Linked DNA regions of Ovis aries: region 1 is linked to region 2. A link is a contact called in public Hi-C data. All regions are on one chromosome and are shown on one strand. Each heading gives the region's core, a stretch centred on a gene start, on an enhancer-like site or on the middle of the called end of the contact. The rest is flanking DNA. Distances are from core to core; before and after follow the strand shown. Region 1 holds the start of BMP6 (bone morphogenetic protein 6). Region 2 has its middle 39 kb from the start of BLOC1S5.

Region 1 (6,915 bases), core at 2,077-4,576, 220 kb after region 2:
TTTGATTGCCTTCAGAGGTCAGGATCTCCCATGCCAGGGCTTCTGGACCGTGGCCACTAAGATTCTGACTTAACTGCTCTGGGGAACAGCCCAGCATCACGTATGCCAGGTCAAGAACCACGACCTTAAGCCTAGGAACTGTTTTCTGGAAAGTGTGCTCCAACTGTCCCTGAAGAAGTCACAAGTGCTATTCTTCCCACTTTGTTCAAGTTGGGGATTACCCCCAAAAGGCAATGAAACATTTCTCCAAGGGAAGAAATTTAGGGGATTAGAGGAGGGGGGTAATGAGGGCGAGGAATTTACTAAGACAGAAGCAGCAGAGATGTTAGAATAAGGAAGAGCGCTGGTGCCTCTCCGGTGCCCCAGCTTGACTGACTGGCTTGAGAATTTCCTTAGAATACTTCTTGGAGGTGGCTCCACCTTGGCTTTGATCCCAATAAATTGTGAAAACTCCTGTCCAATCAGAACCCGTGGCGCTGCAAGGAGCCAGACAGGCAGGCCTGGAGCCTCCAGTCCCTGTGAGATTCTGCGTCAGGAGTTTCCCAGGAGGATGCCTGCACCCCTCGGACGTCTGCGGTCTTGCTCCATACCTTCCGGAACCCCGCCCCTCCGCCCCCGTCCTTTCTTCCCCCAAAGCTCAGCGGAGTTGATTCTCTCCTTGAAAGACTTATAAAGGACTCGCTTAAGGTTTTTGACATGGGGGTTGTCCTTAAAAGACGGACGTCTCCGACGTGGCTTGGAGACGCGGGAGCTGCTCTGGCAATGCCTGCAAACCGACTTCGGGGCCTGGGCAGAGCCTCACGTCTCGCCTCGGAAGGGAAGTCCGCGGAGACCCACCCCACCGTGCGGCTGCGCCCGCTCGGGTCGTGGCTCCTGTGCCCCACTTCTCCCTGCCTAGAGCGCGGCCCCTACATCGCTGCGTCTACGCTGAGTCAGTTTATGAATGAAGAGGAGCGCAGATCGGAGGCACAGATTCTGGGGAAAGTCCTCCTCACGCCGTTCTCATTTACAGATACGAAGACGCGAGGGGGAAAAGCTCTGACTCGGTCCGGGTTTGCCACAGAACATTTGCGGCTGAGCCCGATTTAGCCGCCCTTGAATTTCCATTCTGTTGCCTGGCAACCGGTTCAGACCAGCTCCCGGCCCAACCCCAGCCCCCAACCCACACCCTTTCTCTGCCCGTCCAGCTTGGGCCGAGCTGATCAAGAGTTCAGCCTTTGAGGGCTCGGGCCAAAGACATGTGAGCGAGGGTACTAGGGGAGCGACCCCAAGCCCGCGCGAGCCCAGACTCGCCGGGGCTGGCGAGCCTCCCGCGGTCCTTTCGGGACTTCCTTGTGCATCCCTCCTCCCCCAAATCGGTGGACACTACTTCACCACAATCGTCAACTTTTCTAAAGTTCTCAGCTGCTCCCGGTGGGAGAACAGGCACTCAAGAGAGTTGAGGACGCCGAACCAAACAGGAGGGGCAAAGTGTTGAAGCGCCTTCTCCGTCCCAGCTGGCCCCACTTGGGCCGGACTTTTCTGCCACAGTCGAGTTAACGGGGCCCGAGCCGGGCACCAACTGCGAAAAGCGCAGACTGTGCTCGGGCGGCTCGCGGAGACGCGCCAGCCAGCGCCGCATTCGGGACCCAGCGCCCCAGCCCGCCCCCGCGCCGCGGCGAGCAGCCAGGGGCTGGGAGCGCACGTGCCGCCCCCTCTCCCGCCCCCGGGCCGCGCAGGTGGTGCGAGGGCCGCTGGCCGGTCCGCGCTTCCCCGCCGGGGCCCCCAGCGCCAGGGGCTCCTCCACCCTCTCACTCCCTGCGCCCCGCGCCCAGGAGACTGGAAAGGGAAGAATGTTCTGGTCTTTACGCTACCCAGCCACCCACCCCGCCCGCCCGCCCGCCCCCGATACTTACCCAGGTTCACAAAGCTCATGACCATATCGGCGTCGTTGAGGAAGGCGCTGTCCTGCGCGCTGGTCAGTGGGGACGCGCCCCCGCCAGGCCCGGTGGCCAGGAGGCTCCCGCTGCCGAGGGGGTGCGCGGCGCCCGGCGATGGGGACCGGGGCTGGGACGCGCCGGCCCCTCCGCGCGGCCCGGGCTGCCGCCTCTCCTCGTCCGAAGCCCCGTCCTCCTCGTCGTCGGCGGACAGGGCGTTGTACAGGTCCAGCATGAAGAGGGGCGCAGACTTCAGCCGCCCGGGCGGGGGCTCCCCGCGAGCTGGCTGCTGCTGCGGGAACACCGGGGGCTGCGGGAGGCCGTGCAGGGGCCGCGGCCGGTGCGGGAGCCCCAGCACCGACAGGATCTCTCTCTGCATCTCCCGCTTCTCGTGCGTCTTGAGCCGCCGGTACAGGAAGCCCGAGGAGGATGTCTGCGGCGGGGGTGGCCGCTCCGCGTGGCCCGGGCTCCCGCCGTCCCCCAGCAACGCCCCCCCGGCGGCGGCGGCGGCGGGCAGGGGCGGGGGCCCGCAGAAGCTGCACAACAGCCCCCACCACCAGCACAGCCACTGCGCCGTCCGCCCCAGCATCCCCGCCGGGCCGGGCGGGCCCCGCGGGCCCCGCGAGGCGTGGAGCGGCGGAGCGAGGCCGGAGCGCGGCCGCGGTGGCCCTTGGCGTGAACAGCTCCCCCCGCCACCTCTCGGCGGACTCGCTTCCCCTTCCCGGCCTCAGTCCTTATCTCTCATGGTTCTCTGGGGCGCCCCCAGTTGCCCGAACTGGAAGGGAGGCGGAGGGGGCGCGATCCCCGCCGCAGAACCACTGGAGGGGCAAGGGGAAACCCCGCACCCCCGCGGAGGTCTGCGGAGGCGCAAGGTCCAGGCCAGGTGCGTCCGAGTCCGGGCCGCGCTGCAGAGGGCGTCCTCGCCCCCGGGCGGGTCAGGGGGCAGTTACTCTAGGGTCTGGCTGCGGGCGCACAGCCCTCCCGGGGCGGCTCACCAGCGTCGGGGGATGCCCGGCATCGCCCCCGCGCACGCCTGCGCCTCGCTCGCGCGGCCGCCGTGAAGTGTACCCCCGCCGGAGGGCCCCGGCCGTGGCGAAGAGGCGTCCCAAGGTTCCAACCCTCTCGGCGAGGCTTGAACTTCCTTCTCGCTCACAAACTCCGCGCCCCTCGGTCTCCGGATCGCCCTCGAGATCTCGGCGCGCTGCTCCCCTGCCCGAGCGCAGGCGGTCAGGATCCTGCTCTCCGTTCCGTGCTGGCTCGGCTGCCCCCACCCCGGCCTAACCCCGGTTCGCAGAAGGGACGGGAGGGACGCGGGCCGGGGCGCGGAGCGGAGCGGCGGCGGCAGCGCCGGAGTTCGCAGGCTCCCGCCTCTCGGAGCCGCGCTGCCCGCAGCGGCCAACGTGGGCTTTCTGGTGCGCCTCTCGCCCAGGTACCGCACTCCAGCCCCCGGGACGCCCCGCCCCTCTGGGGACGGACAGGCCGGCCGCCAATGGAGAGGCGCGCCTCGTCGGTATTTAAATGGACCCGCCCCCTTCTTGCACCCTCCCTCTCCCGGGAGGCGGCGCCTCCGCCGAGCGTAGGTTTCAAGTATAGAGAATACTCGCAGGCGTCCCGGGAGCAGCGACTCAGAAAGGCATCCAGATCATCGGTAGGGAGGACGATCTGATCAGAGCCCAATGGAAACCTTGCTCTTTTACGATTCCATAAAAGGCCTAAACTGATGTTTTTAACTAAATAAAAGTAAAGTCAGCTGTTAAGTCAGTGTCACCTGACTCAGTTGAGGAAGAACAGAAAAATGATGATTTTCCCATTCCTTATTTTCTCTAATTGATGAAATGTAGTCATTTAACAGTCACGTGGCTTCTCCAAGACAGCTGCTGGGACCTGGGGCACAGCTGCGGAGAAGCTGCTCCCAAAAGCCACAAGGAGGGTCAAGTATAAGCCAAGCCCTTCCTCCAGAGGGCCTGGGCCGCAGTATTTTGATTTATGTCTTCATTTGGGCTTCGGCTTTGCTTCTTAGGGGCTTCCCTAGTGGCTCGGTGACGAATCTGCCTGCAATGCAGGAGACCCAGGTTGGACCCCTGGGTTGAGAAGATCCCCTGGAGCAGGGAATGGCAACCCACTTCAGTACTTTTGCTTGGAGAATCCCATGAACTGAGGAGCCTAGGGGGCCACAGTCCATGGGACCAAAAGACTAGGAAACAAATTAGCAACAAAGTACTGGCACTCCACTTCTTAAGCTAGCCCCCAGAAGACAGCCAGTGTAATTAGATCCTATAATAGAAAAACGCACCCCCATCGCCATCTTCTTGGAAAGGTTTTAATGCTTCTCCAGTTTGTCTGTTAAGGTTGCATCTTAATGTATTGAAATGCACTCTATTTCACACAAAGCCAGATCAGTAAAACTTGAGGTGAAGTGGTACAGGTAATTTCAGTAACTGCAGGGGCTTGGCATGTTCCCATTATAGACAGGGCCCTGAAACTCTGGTTGCTGGGAACATTAGACAAGATCAAGCACGTAAAAAGCATTATAATTTTATGGCAGGCTCACTTCTCAGCTAAAGACACTGCCCCTCCACCCAAACACCGCCACCACCATCTGCCATCCAGGATGCAAATTCATTTGCTCTTCCCATCCAAAAATGCCAGTTATTGGTGCATCTTAAAAGGAAGTTCTTGTAAAACATTTTGATCTTTTATCTACCTGGTGAAAACAGGTGCCTTAGAAATCAATACTGACCTGGCTGCCTTGGTTCACAGAGTCCAAGGCATTTGGGAGCCAGACCAACCAAATACATAGAGCCTTATAGGATTTATGATCTTATGGAATCATGAGGTTTCTGCTGATTCACGCCTTATAAGCATGTTTACCTTGTTTCAAAGAATCTGTTTTGAATAGGAAAATGTCTTTACCTCCCATCACCCCCACCACTCACTGGATTGCTCTTATCTGTTGACCTGTTTCAGCCCAGACACATTGGTCTTTAGGATAGACTTTGGTTTTACAAATGTCCTATAGCCATTACTCTCGGGCAGGACAACATCAGCCACACTGACGGCCAATCTCTAACCATCTGCAGGGGTTGTTTTCATCTGAAAAGAGGAACACATCAATCCCTTGGTCTGGGATTCCAGGCCCCTTTGAATTCAAGAGCCTCCATCTCCCTCTTTCTTCTGCTGGGACCTGTTAGCAGCGTGAAGTCGTTGCAGCCCCCAAGAGCTCTGATTCAGAAGATGTGAAGTCTCAGCAAGTGCCTGTGGGCTTCCTCCTTTCTCGAACCCAGACACGCCCTCTTAAGACTTCTAGTGAGACACGAGAAGAGTGAAGCAGCTCCAGCCTGTCAGGACAGTGGGGAAAGCCCTGGAAAGCCAAAGAACCCTGAGCATAGGGCACTTCAGGAGGCCTGTGCCCTTCAGCACACAAAGGCAGACCATGACTCGTCCGTTGCACATGCACCTATTACATGAGCCAGAGGAGAACTCAGGCAAGCACACCACCGTCACCTTTTCTCAGACACTTGGTAAGAGGTAGATGGACCTATACGACCTGGGTCTAAAACGGCCCTTAGTGATTTGTAATCAACGTCTGTGCAGCAACCCTGATTCAGCTCTGCCATGGGCTCCACCAAGAAGTACTCTCAGGTCCTGTTGTGAGATGCTAGAAAAAAGGGGGTGCCTCCCAATGACAAACACAAGAGCACACGACTCTCTTAAGAGCCAGAGGGGAAACATGGCGTGAGATATGACAATGTTCATAAAGACGGTGACATTTGACCAAGGACCACAGAAGAGGATGCGCTCTCCTCACATCTCCACCACCCCCTACATGTGCATATGTTTGTCAGAAAACACTCCAACATGGCCTTGGATCTGTTAGGGGAAAGAGGTATAAAGAGACATGATTCTGAAATTTTCATACAGTCAAAATTGGGACCACTGCTTCTTCAAGCCAATCTCAACTCCAGGTGCATAAGGGACTCCAAACCACCACCTCACCCCCTCCCTGCTTCTCTGACCCCTGCCCATCACTCACTCCAACCCTCCTCCAGGAGACCCAAGACTAGGGGCTGGGCAACGTCCAGATGTGATTCAGGAGGGATGGAGGAAGGGCCAGGAACAGGTCTGCCTCTCAGGGTCGGCTGGGCTGTATGATGGAGGGAAATCAGAGGGAGCTTCGCCCCCTGCAGGACACCAGAGTATCACAGCCCCTCTGCTCTGTGGGCCTGGCCTGGCTTCGTCAAGTTCTCTGCAATTCTCCAGAACATCTGGGTGGAAAGACGAGGAATTCGGTCAAGAAGCCGGATGTGGAAGCCAATCCATATCAAACATCTGGCGGCTTGGCTGACATTTCATGCAGATGGCCTTCCGTTTTCTGGAGGAGGTTGCCGGTCCCAGCCCTGCCCACAAAGTAGGGGACTGAGGAACCCCTGCCGAAAAGCAAAGGATTGCCCTGTGCCTTTGGTGACACGGGGGTAGGATGGGAATCCTGTACCCAGGGGTCTGTCAGGGCACAGGGTAGGTCACAGAACAGAGTGTTTGTTAGAGCAGTTACCCATGTTCCTTTCATGTTATGAGGATTTCCAGTTTACATTCATGACTCACGTGACCAGGTAATTTCTATTTTAAAAAGATGCTGCTATTAATTTGGCACATCAAATATTCTATACTCTATGCTTTCCTTTGAATTATATTGTTAGCAATAAACTGCAATTGCAGTCTTTGATTTGTGTACTAAATCATACGTGGGCCCCTCTCAACTGACTTTTGCAAGATGTAAGTAGCTGCTTTTAGAATTAATCTAACATAGAAGCATTGTAAGATATGCTGCTCTTGTGTTTAAAAGCCTGAGGTCTGGTGGCCTGGAATCCTTGGGCAGCTCCGCTTAAAATAGTACCTTTTTATCTTCTACATCCCTGTAAGGATTTGAGTATGTATTAACTTGAATTTCTCAATAAAATAATTTGCTCAGACTTTCAAAATGTCAATTTGGAGTTGCGTG
Region 2 (6,120 bases), core at 618-3,117:
CGGTGGTAATTCTTTAAACCCACTGCTGGAGAAAGGGGTCTCCATCTGCAGATTCCAAAAGCTCCCACGGCGTTAGTGCCCTGGTTCTCTAAGGTGGGACATGCTGTGAGCTGCCAAGTTGGCCGTGAGGTTGGCTGCCCACCAGCTCGCACTGGGGCTGGAGGAGTGACAGAGGGCTGGGGTGAGCAGCCCGAAGGCTCTGTTTTCGGTTCTTTTCTTTCCTTCTCTCTTGCCCCAGCAGATCTCCCCTTCACAGACGTGAGTGAATCTCTGGGTGGAGATCCCGGGCCCCCCGTGGTGTCTCCGGTCCAAGGAGGAGAGCAAGGCGCCTTCCTCTTTTCTGCACCAGACACACGCGGTTTGCCTGGGTCTCTCGTGTTAATCTTGGGTTCATGGTCTTACCATCTCATGGGGGTGGCTGATGAGAAGCACAGAGTGAGACCACCCTGGAGTGTGGAAGGCACGGTGATTCTTGGGACCAGGTGGGTGTGAGAACCTCTCTCGCCCCCGGTGCTTCCCTCCCCCACCCCCCACTCTCGTGGAATTTCAGAAGTCTCAGCGCACTTGGTAGCATTCTTAGTGGCTGCAGGCTGCAGATGACCTTGTGCCATGGAGGTGGTCAGGGTGTCATCTTCATAGGAGGCCCAGGGTCAAAGATGCGTGAGTTATGCTTTATAAACCAGCTGACCTGGTTATATTTTACTTTTGTGACTATTTCTGTTTTGTGACCCCCAATCTTTAGAATGTTGCAAGATGATGTCAGCTGAGTGGCGGGAATTAAGGAAGGACCTGGCCCTCAACCTCAGGTATCTGGTGGGGACCGCAGGGAGAGAGCTCCCCGAGGGGAAGGCGGGCACTGTACCTGTGCCTGCCTGGGAACATCTGGTTTCAGTTTTAGTAAAGAAAAGGGCAAGTTCCTCTTTAAGTGTTTGGGAAAAGAAAACTCAAGGTTACAGCAAGTCCAAAAGTAAGAGGCAATATTCATGGTTGAAGCAGCTGATGGACTGGCTGAGCCAAACCTAGGTGCCCAGTGAATCTTTAAGAGTTTGATTGAATGTGTACAGAAGGAAAAAATGCATGTTTCAAACATTAGTTAGACTCAAATTAATTTTCTTTAATTTTTCAGAAGATGAAAAGATGCAAACTTACAGCTCATGCAGAATCATTAACATATTACAAATGTACTGGAACTGACCCCTAAGCTGGAAAAGCCTCCCCCAGGCCCCACGCTGGCCCTGCCTTTAGCTGCGGCTCGGTCCACCTGCTCATGCTCAGAATGAAATGCCCAGGAGGACTCTGGATGTTCGGTGCTGTCTGCTCTTCCCTTCCCTGCCTTCCTCCTGAGCCCAGCCCCGCACCCCTCCCAGTCCCCCCCTCCACTGACCCCACTCTTGTCAGCACCCCAAGCAGCCGCCATCGGGCCAGATCCCTGCTCTGTCCTCTGTCCCCCTCCTTCGGTCAGCAGGTGACCCCTCCCTCCTCCTCGGGGGTCCCTCTCCCCTGGGCATCCTGGTGGACGCAGTGCCGCCCTGCCCCCCCCGCTGTGTGGACCCCTCTGCTCTCAGACCGTTGCCGTGCCTCCGTCAGGTCTCCAGCCTGCTGTCTGCCCCGCAGCCAGGCCCTGATTCTGTCAACGCCCCAGCTTGTACCTGCGGCCTGACTTCGCCCTCACAGATTCACTGCCTGGTCTGCATCTCCAGTTAGGAATCCAGGATGTCTGTCAGGCTCCAGTGCCTGAACCTCCTGACCCCTGTTCCTCTCCCGCCTGCTCCCCCAGGCTTCCCATCGCTGTGTGCAGCGTCAACTGTTCATCCAGTTGCGTGAAGCAAAGTCTGGACTTGGGTTCTTCCCCCTGACCCCACGCCCGACCCAGCAGCTCGCCCGTCGGCTCTGCCTCGCTGCGCGGCTCCTGCTCTGTCGCCGGGGAGCCCACCTTCGCTGCGTGTCCTCGCCGTGACCGCAGCTCTCCCGGCTCCCGCGGCAGCCCTGCTCTCGGCAGCCCCCGCCACCCCTGCGCCGCTGCTCCCTGCCGGCCCTCCCTGCCCCAGCCCCACCCAGTCCGTTTTTCTCGCTGCAGCCGTGGATCATTCAGAAGGCACGAACCGGATCTGCCCCCCTCCCCCCCGCCTCCTTAAACCCTCTGCTGACACCCTCTCGCTCGCAGTGAAACCCAGAGCCCCGACCCGTGGCTGCCGGGGTCCTGTCGGTGTCACGGCTCGTCTCCCTCCCCGCGCGCCTCGCCGAGTCCCCTCGGGCCACACCGCGGTTCTCTCTGTCCTTCAGACACATCTGACCTGGGCGCCCTGCCTGACATGCTGTGTCCACAGATCCTACCAGCTCCCTCACCGCTCTGCTTAGCTCTCTGTTCATACGCCTCCCCGCTCCCCTGAGAGGTCTTCCCCGACCACTCTGGAAAATAGCACCTTCCCTTCGGACCTAGTGTTTCCCTGACTAGAACACGAGTCCTGAGGGCAGGAAGCTTGGTTGCTTATCCATTCTGTGTTCCCATATGTAATCCAGGCATGTGGGACTTATTCATTGAACCAGTGAATGGACCAGTGGGTGGGTGGGTATGCTGTAGTCTAGCACCCTTTCACCTGGATTTATTTACATCTGGGTTTTTAAAAGTGTAACATGAAGCAGCTGAGGTATTTCTTAAGAGCTTAATTCTACATTTGGTAATGGATTTTTTAAAATCATTTAAAGATCCTTAAACTTTTGAATGACGGTGCCAAGCATAGATGTTCCATAGAGATGGGTTCCTCTTCATTCATGTGCCTTATATGGCACTGTGGCATACTGTTCCAAGGAAAGCTAAAATCTTTCTGTAGCAGCTATTGAAAACTAAAATTGAATTGTAATAGAACTGTGATGTTTCTATTAAAAAATATTTATACTGCTAAAATGTTCAGTACTTGTCATATCATTAACCGTCCAAATAATCATCTCGGAGGTACGATCCTTTTATCATAGCTGAATCAGAAGAGTCTGAGAATCATGAGCGCTGGGATAGTTGAGGGGTCCGAGTATTCACCGTCAGCTCAGATTCTGCCTCTGCTGCGTGGTAACTAGGTGACCACGGGCAAGTTACCTAACCTCCCTGTCTCAGTATCCTCACCTGTTAAAATATCAGTAGTAAAAGTACCAAAACCTACCCGCTTTGTTCCAGGGATTCATTGGTTAACTTTCATCACATATTTTAAACAGAGCCTGACGTGTAAGTGCTGTGTTTAATATTTGCTTTTATAAGTTTTATTATCATCACCATCGGTTCTAGATGTCCACTAGGAGATTACTCTTTGTAATCCACCCGTAAAAAGGTTGATCGGTCAAGATCATAAGTGGTTTAAGCTTCCTCAAGTGAAGTCCATAGCAGTTCCCCTTGGAGTATTTAGCTCGATTAGACTACTTTGTGTGATCCCAAAATACGTATTAAAGCCAAAGGAATACTGGTTTTGTAAATCCTTACATGGCACACCCGTAACAGCTGGTACCACAAATGATGTCACATTTCAGGAAGACCAGCTAATATATTCCATGGACTCAAAGGGACTTCTCAGGATGAAACGTGTTTGACTTCTAGTTCCCAGGCTGGTCTTGATTCGGACTCAGATGAGGGGAAAACTCTAGCCTTGCAAATAGGTCTCTGCCGAACCCATTTTGATAGCACTTAATGTACTGGAGTTACTCGTTACCACATTTAGTAATATTGGTGAAATTTCTTCATTTCTCAAAACAAGTTTTGCTTACACCCTTTCAAAAGAATGTTACTGGTATGTGGGTAGGTTGTCTGGGGCCAGCTTCTTATCTAGAGACCAGATTCAAAAAGTCTGAGTTCATCGAAGTGACGGGCTGCACGCTCTTGCTTTGATTAATAAGCATGTATCGGTCTGGCTAAAGCACAGCGCTCCCCCCAACTAGGAACAATGCCACACACATCATTTCCTGCAGTAATGGAGTTGGAAGGCAATTATCTACTCACAAAACAGGCTGAAACAACAGTTCCTGATATTCTTCTCAAATACTTTAACTTCCCAAGGAATCCGGAAAAAATAATTCCATGAGACGGTGTTGTGAATGAAGGTGTGACAATTCAGTTTCCTTGACGGGAGCCCAGTGACCAGCAGAAATGAGTTCCTACCCACTTGGCGTTACTGAGAGGGGCTCTGGCCCAGTGAGCTGCTTATCTTTGCTCCAGGAACCCTGTACTTGTGTGGGGATGGCCTTGGACTATTTGTTGTCCATTTACGGGAACCATCCCAGAGAGGACCTGCAGTTCCTGGAACTACACTTGTTTAATGACATTGTTTCCCTTTGCTCCTAAAGAGAATTTGAGACAGTTGTTTCAGACTTTCTACATAAGAAATGTATATTCTCTAGAAAGAATCAGTGTAATACAATTTATGGTATTGTGAGAGCTTTCTCAACCCTTTGGTTCCTTTTTCTTGAATAGAGATTGGTGGTGATTATTGTTTGGTTGCTAAGTTGTGTCTGATTCTTTACAACCCCAGGGACTACGGTGTGCCAGGCTCCTCTGTCCTCTGCTATCTCCTGGAGTTGTCTCAAATTGATGTCCATTGAGTCAGGGATGCTATCTAACCCTCTCATCCTCTGCAGCCGCTTTCTCCTTTAATCTTTCCCAGCATCAGAGTCTTTACCAGTGAGTCAGCTCTTCACATCAGATGGCCAAAATACTGGAGCTTCAGCTTCAGCATCAGTCCTTCCAATGAGTAGTCAAGGTTGATTTCCTTTAGGATTGACTTGTTTGATCTCGTTGCAGTCCAAGGGACTCTCAAGAGTCTTCTCCAACACCACAGTTGATTGATAAATACTCATAACAAGAGCTGTTTTCTCTGTGATCCTTAACCATGAGGGCATCGCCGATGTAGCCTAATGATATTCATGGCAAAAGTTAGCAATTGAGATGAATATTCAGACCATGCCTTCTGGAATTCTCATCTGAAAGAAACCTTTGCAACACATTACATCAGGGATACACACACAGGTTTTCTTCTTCATGTCCTGAGACAAAACTGGGCACAGTCATTTGGATGGTGATCCTGGATGATGCCAGTTGAGAGGTATTTGGACACTTCAGGGGGTTAACTGCCTTGAATTGCATCTGAATGTTTGTACTGACACACCTCGTTACTAAATAAAAGGTGTAATATACTGTGTGCAAGTATCCCCAGAGCGGCAGCAGAAGAAGAGAAACTTGAGCCGCTGAGGACTCAGGGAAGTTGTAGAGGCTGTCTTCAGAAGTTTGTCACAGAAAGGTAGGCTATATTCAGTCTGGTTGGTTGGGTTTCCTAAGTATTCTCCCTGCCTGGAATATTAGGGATTTATTGAGTGTCTTTTCAAATTATTGTTGTTGTTCAGTCTCTCGGTCGTGTCCAACTCTTTGCGACCCTGTGGACAGCAGCCCGCCAGGCTCCTCTGATGGGATTTCGTGGCAAAAAGGCTGGAGCAGGCTGCATTTCCTTCTCCAGGGGATCTTGCCGACCCAGGGGTTGAACCCGCACCTCCTGCACTTGCAGGCAGTTTCTTTACCACTAAGCAACCAGGGAAGTCCCCTTTCATTCAGATACATTGAGTCAAAAGTGTTTGACTTTTTTCTCTAACGAAATATGTAACTTTTAAAAACACAGTGTGAAACCAGCATTTAAAATGTTTTTTTTTTTTTTTTCTGACCATATCAGAAATTGGTTGATTCTTTGGAAATAGTGGAAGTAGCTCACCTGAGACTTTCTTCCTTTAAAACATCCTTCCACTTTGCCTGACCTCACTTGGCTGGACGGTGTTGTTGGCAGCCTCCACCTGGCTCCCAGTGGTGCACGTGTCCACGCTGTGGACCTGTCTCCTTTGGACTCCTGAAAGCTCTGTTCAAGTCCAGAGACTGAAATTGAGAAACTCCAGGTGGAAATGGGTCAGTTGGTTTCATTAAAGAGGTAGCAGGTGACACTCAGAATGCCTAGCGAGGAGTGTGATGAAGCTAAGTGACGAGGGCTCATGCCCGGACGGGGTGGCCGGTGGGCGGCAGGCCGTGCGGTTCCGGGTCCTGGTGAGGTCAATCGGGCGGGTGGAAGAGGACTAGGCAAGGTCTTGGCACCCTGTCCCTCC

What was found. Hi-C and Micro-C count contacts between places; a contact is called where the count stands out from the background.
Region 1: a contact with region 2 is called in a Hi-C map of liver, with 5 times the contacts expected there. The contact joins the promoter of BMP6 here to the enhancer-like site in region 2. A contact is called at or near these places in 10 of 16 Hi-C or Micro-C datasets (hypothalamus, liver, mesenteric adipose tissue and 6 more).

What each region holds. Positions count from the first base shown.
Region 1 is chr20:46,836,814-46,843,728 of ARS-UI_Ramb_v3.0, forward strand. It overlaps BMP6 (bone morphogenetic protein 6), which reads right to left and starts at 3,327. Exons shown (of 7, transcript XM_027958445.3): 1 at 1,896-3,327. The coding sequence starts at 2,505.
Region 2 is chr20:46,622,779-46,628,898 of ARS-UI_Ramb_v3.0, forward strand. No RefSeq gene overlaps it. Among named protein-coding and RNA genes, the nearest start is that of BLOC1S5, 39 kb to the left of the region's middle. Within about 2 kb of position 1,868, at least 5 of the 54 cell types and tissues checked have an H3K27ac peak or open chromatin away from gene starts, as enhancers often do. A contact at or near this core is called in hypothalamus and liver, where this site is marked.